Regions from separate parts of the Anas platyrhynchos genome. Here region 2 is linked to region 1. A link is a contact called in public Hi-C data. All regions are on one chromosome and are shown on one strand. Each heading gives the region's core, a stretch centred on a gene start, on an enhancer-like site or on the middle of the called end of the contact. The rest is flanking DNA. Distances are from core to core; before and after follow the strand shown. Region 1 holds the start of INIP (INTS3 and NABP interacting protein). Region 2 overlaps SNX30 (sorting nexin family member 30).

The links. Hi-C and Micro-C count contacts between places; a contact is called where the count stands out from the background.
Region 2: a Hi-C map of subcutaneous adipose tissue shows a contact between it and region 1, with 3 times the contacts expected there. The contact joins the enhancer-like site here to the promoter of INIP in region 1. A contact is called at or near these places in 4 of 8 Hi-C or Micro-C datasets (F5 follicle, liver, skeletal muscle and 1 more).

Annotation. Positions count from the first base shown.
Region 1 is chrZ:75,542,125-75,544,824 of IASCAAS_PekinDuck_T2T, reverse strand. INIP (INTS3 and NABP interacting protein) reads left to right here and starts at 1,335. Exons shown (of 5, transcript XM_027446578.3): 1 at 1,335-1,414; 2 at 2,109-2,182. The coding sequence starts at 2,158.
Region 2 is chrZ:75,582,284-75,584,983 of IASCAAS_PekinDuck_T2T, reverse strand. All of the region lies in intron 4 of SNX30 (sorting nexin family member 30), which reads right to left. Among named protein-coding and RNA genes, the nearest start is that of SNX30, 32 kb to the right of the region's middle. Within about 2 kb of position 1,338, at least 1 of the 8 cell types and tissues checked has an H3K27ac peak or open chromatin away from gene starts, as enhancers often do. A contact at or near this core is called in subcutaneous adipose tissue, where this site is marked.

The DNA of each region.
Region 1 (2,700 bases), core at 86-2,585:
TTACAAGTCTCTAGACATCTCTCTAACTTGTCCAGGTTTAACATTTTCACTCTTAGCAAGGCTTTGAAAAGTATGAACGCGTGTACAGCCAGGCAGTATACTTGGTCATAAGGACATTCGCTCTCTCAGAATTTGCATACACAATACATGAAAAATGTACTATTTTAGGTCCAATGAATGTTGCAGATACCAACAGGATTTTTATACATTCTGTACACTCCCCTGAAATGTTATTTCCACATCATCTGCTGCAGCTGGCCGCAGCAGATTTTTTTTTTTTCTAAAAAAAAATGTAATTTCTCTTTGACAATTAAGTATATATCTGGTTGTCCAGATAATGGAACAGCGTGGCATTTGGCAGGCACCCTCCCTACATTCCTACCAATATGAGTAATTCCACCCTAACTAAAACAACTCTGATTTTAATAAGCCCTCGTTCCACTTTTAGCCTGGAAACTGTCTTTTAAGTCAGTCAGACTTGCTGGGAGAGGCAGCAGATGCATTTTAAAGGCTTGTGGTGTGTGAGACGCGATACCGGGTCTGAGATCCCCCGCGGTGGGTCAGGATGCCCAATACAAACCCCCCAACTCACACCCTCGATACCCAAAATCTCAGTTTTAAAGAGACCACATGAAATAACACCAGAAACAATGACAGCTGACTTTATATATATATTTTTATGTCCAATATGCTTAAAAAAAAAAAAATCGCACAACTTTATTTCGCACAATCAAGACCCCAAATCTCGGTATTACGGAGACCCCTTGAAATAACACCAGAAAACAACGACAAATTAATTTATGTATTTTTATTTCCAATACGGTTAAAAAACAAACAATAACTTTATTTCACAGCATTAAGACCCAAAATCTTAGTATTAAGGATACCCCTTGAAATAACACCCGAAACGACGACAAATGACTTTGTGTATTTTTATTTCAAATATGGTTAAGAAAAACAAACAAAGAAACAAAAAATAAAATAAACAAACTTTATTTTGCAGCATCAAGACCCAAAATCTCGCTATGAAGGAGACCCCTTGATACAACACCAGGAACAACGACAGATGACTTTATATACTTTTATTTCCCATAGGACTTAAAAAAAAAAAAAAACAAACAAAAAAAACCCTTTATTTTATGAAAATTTACTGCCTTTAAAATAATAATCCTGTATTTAACACCACAACAGGCTGTGTGACTGCCTTATTGACAACCCAGAGGCCTGCGTTGAGGCCCCGCGGCCGGGCCAGGCCCGAGGTAGGCCCGGTCCCCGCCCCGTTGCCTTGGTTAGGCAGGGGGGCGGGCCCTCCCGCCGCGCTTGAAGCTGATTGGCCAGCGCGACCTGTCCATCATGACGCTTTCCCGTACCGCCCGCCAAGGGAGCGTGACGTCATGAGCGGGCAGCGCGCACCGTGAGTTACCGGAGGGGGGGGGACGGGGATGGAGGTGGCCGGGAGGGGACCGGGAGGGGACCCGGAGGGGGCGGGGGGGGACGGAACGGCGCCGGGGCCCTCCCGCGGGTGGCACCGAACCGAACCGGGCCGGGCCGGGCGAGCCCATTCCCGTGGCGGGGGGGGGGGGGGGGGAAGATGTGGGCGGGAGAAACCATTTCGCGCAGTGCGGGGGGGGAGGCGAGCGGGAGAGACCATTCCCCACCGGGGGGGGGGGGGGGGGAAATAGGGCTGAGAGGGCGAGTCCATTCCTGCCTAAGGGGGGGGGGGCGGGGGGCTGTCCCCCTCCCTCCCTCCCTTCCTCCCTCCCTCCTCCCTCAGGGGTGCCCCCCCCCACCCAGGGGTGGCCTTCATAAAGGGGTGGTTATTCATAAAACGTGGATAAAAGGATCCAAAATGGAATAAATAAATAAATAATAAATAAATAAATAAGCAAATAGGCCACGGCTCATGTCGTTTCTGCTTAAAAATAATAATAAAATAAAATAAAAACTGGGGGCAGTTCAGCAGCGTCTCGGTGTCAGGGCTCTGCCTGCCCGCAGCTGAGGCGCGCCTGAGAGAGCAAAAATCCGTGTCTGAATAAAAAGAAATGCGCACTTATACAGGGGTAAACCCCGCGTTCTGCCTCTTTTTGTGTTTTATTTTCTGATTTCAGAGATCCGTGGGGTTAAGCGGCCGGACGGAGGTCAGGCTGGGAGCTGAGGATGGCAGCGAACCCCTCGGGACCCGGTAGGTTTTGCCTCAGGTGTGGGGGAAGGCAAGGGAGACAGCGAGGCTACCCAAAACCATGAGTTGTGTGGGTAGAAAGAGCAAAAAAAAATAAAAAAATATATAATAAAAGTGAAGGAAGAAGGGCAGGGATGGAGAGCAGCGAGGTGAGAGCAAGCGCCCCGAGAGGAGGCGTGCGTGAAGGGGTTGTGAGGAGACCATGAGGGCGCCGGGAGAGCTGAGCCTCTGGTCATCCCTTCACACCCATCCCTCGACCACTTCCTGAGGGCTGCTTGCAATTAAAACACCAAGCACCGACCGTCCTGTGGCGAGGAGCAGCCGCGAGTCCCGGCTGTGGCAGCAGCAAGGCCCCGGGAAGGGGTGGACAGCAAGGTAGCCTAAGAGGAGAAGCCCAACAAAATCATCACGGTGATTCCCACAAAGCGATTCTGCACATGGTGAGGGATCTGCAAAAGCACTGGCAGCATGGGAATGGTCAATACATCTCGCCCAAATGCTTCGCTGGGGGGGGAGGCATG
Region 2 (2,700 bases), core at 89-2,588, 40 kb before region 1:
GCAGCTGGGAGAGAGGAGTGCTAAAGTGCAAGAGAAACAGCCTTGAAGACAAGTTTGATGAAGGAGAAGGAGGGCAGGAGGTGCTCCAGGCAGGCAGCAGCAGTTCCCCTGTGAGCTGTGCAGGGAGAAGTCCCTGGTGGAGCAGGCTGTCCCCCTGTAGCCCATGGGTCCCACATGGAGCAGATCTCCATGCTGCAGCCCCCCCATGGGTGGAGGAGCCCCTGGTGGAGCAGGTGGATGTGGCCTGGAGGAGGCTGCGGCCCATGGAGAGCCCCCGCAGGAGCAGGCCCCGGGCCGGAGCTGCAGCCCGTGGAGAGGAGCCCACGCAGGAGCAGGGGGTCTGGGGGGAGCTGGCACCCACCCGTGGGGGACCGGTGCTGGAGCAGTTTGCTCCTGGGGGATGGATGGACCCCGTGGGACGGAGCCGTGTGGGTGCAGTTCCTGAAGAGCTGCTGCCTGTGGGCAGCCCCCGCAGGCTCAGTTCGGGAAGGATGGCATCTCATGGGAGGGACCTCACAGGGAGCAGGGGCAGAGAGGGACTGTGAAGGAGTGGCGGAGATGAAGTGTCAGGGACTGACTGCAGCCCCCATTGCCCTGCACTGCTCAGAGGGAGAAGGTAGAAAAACGTGGATGGGGAAAAGGTATGTTTGCTTTGCTTTTAGTTCTCACTGCTCTAGTCTGTTATTAATAGGCAATAAATTACATTCGTCTCCCCTATGCCGAGTCTGTTCTGCCCATGATGGTAATTGGTGAGTGATCTCCCTGTCCTTATCTCAAGTCAAGAGATTTTTTCACCATATTTTCCTCTCTGTTCTGCTACAGAGGAAGAATGAGAAAGTCACACAATGTTGCTTAGCTGTCCAGTGGTGTGAAACCACCACAATGACATACTTTTAAGTCACGTCGTACAATACTAGTGCTATGCACTTGTATCAGTTGGTTCTGATAGCCTCGTACAGAGCTACAAACTGTATGTCTATTTGCTCAGCAGCCTCTTCAGGCTAGCTGTGTGGTCAGACAGGAGGTAAGGGAAGACAGTACAGAGAAATAGCACAGCATGAGGAGACTAGTACAGCTTTTCAACAAGACCCTGCAGCTCACACAATCTTAGATGTAGCCATATTGCCTGCACAGACAGCTTAAGCTTCCTTGCTAACACTTTACAGATTTGCATAAATCAACATTCAGGAAACCTATGTTAACATGCTTGTTTATCAGCAATCTTTGGGGGATTTCACCTTGACAGCATGTCAGAAAAAATGTTTTCAGTTAGACCAGATACTATCCATTTTGCATTTTACTCTTTCCAGCAGGGGTCACTATTCAACATCTCAACACAAGCCTAAGAGCTATAAACAGCATGAGGAAGGGATTTTTCAAGTCAAGCAGACCCACAGAGGTCAAGAATAAATATATGGAAGCATAGACCAGACCTAAGGCTTAAGTGTTCTTAAAAAAAAAATACAAATGCCAGCTTCAACACATGCAATATGCTGTTCTTTCCAAGTACTTATATAAGCCTAAGTCTGGTTAAGAGAACCTGACATCTTAGGAGGTACAATCAATCATTTTGAATTATGTTTGCGTTAAAATTGAGTGGTTCCTTGACTCTTGCCTTCTGTCTGTTCTACACATTATCTGTAAGTAGGCATCAGAAAAAGTCCCTTTAAACCAAAATTATTCACTCATTCTCTCAAGTACTCTGGCATCTTACTAGTCCAAACAGGGAACTCAAAGAAAGGGCGTTTTCCTTTTTCAGCCAAGAGGTGGTCTCGTGACTTTATGCAATAACTAAATTCTAACGTCCTAATAGACTGAACTGATTTCTCATTGTTAAAATAAAGAATGTACCAACACTAAAGACAGCCAGGAGAGTACGTGTCTTTTTTTTTTTTTCCCCTCAGCCTCCCTAGACACTCCGCATTTTTAATGCAAACACTGCCCCGGGCTAAGGATAAAGCTTTTATCATTCATTTCATGGGGGTGGAAGGGTGATGGAAGAAAACTAAACAGCTAAGAAAGTTGCATCGTGCTTTGACAGCTTTAAAACAGAACAAATTTATCTGATACTTAATCATCAACGCAAGGTCTGCATTTTGGACTTCCTTTAGTGGTAAAGTTCACCATAAATGGAGGAAAAGAAAAGGGAACTTGAGATTGAGTCTCACATTACTACCAAGCAGAGCAGTAGCCTGAAGTGAGCTCAAATTAAGTGTCAAATTGAGCAAGCTAATGTAATGTAACACTGGGGAGATGTGCTTTCACAGCTCTCCTCACTTATCAGGTCAAATCCAAGCATGACTGCAAGTCACCCTGGTCTTGTTTAAAATGCAGTTCAAAAGACAGCCAAAGAAAATTACACAGTTCCTGGATGCTTTATGCAAAAGATGAGCATGAAATTGTTGACCAAGGACAAACAAGAACAAAATCTTCACCCTTAACTTTGGAAGCAAGAAGTACAAACAGCACAGAAGGTACAGACAAGGAGGGAAAAAAAAGAGGTCAATAAATTTGCAAGCTTCTGTGCAAGAGATCTTTCTTCCTCCCCTACTTCCCTCCTCCCCCAAAAGAGGATTTTGCACAGTTTACAATCTACTAAATTCTCAATGCCTCTTGCATCATAAAAGTATGATTTAGAATACACTCCTCTTGGAGCATTTATACATGAATGCAAAACAAGCACTAGAGAACTGAATTCAT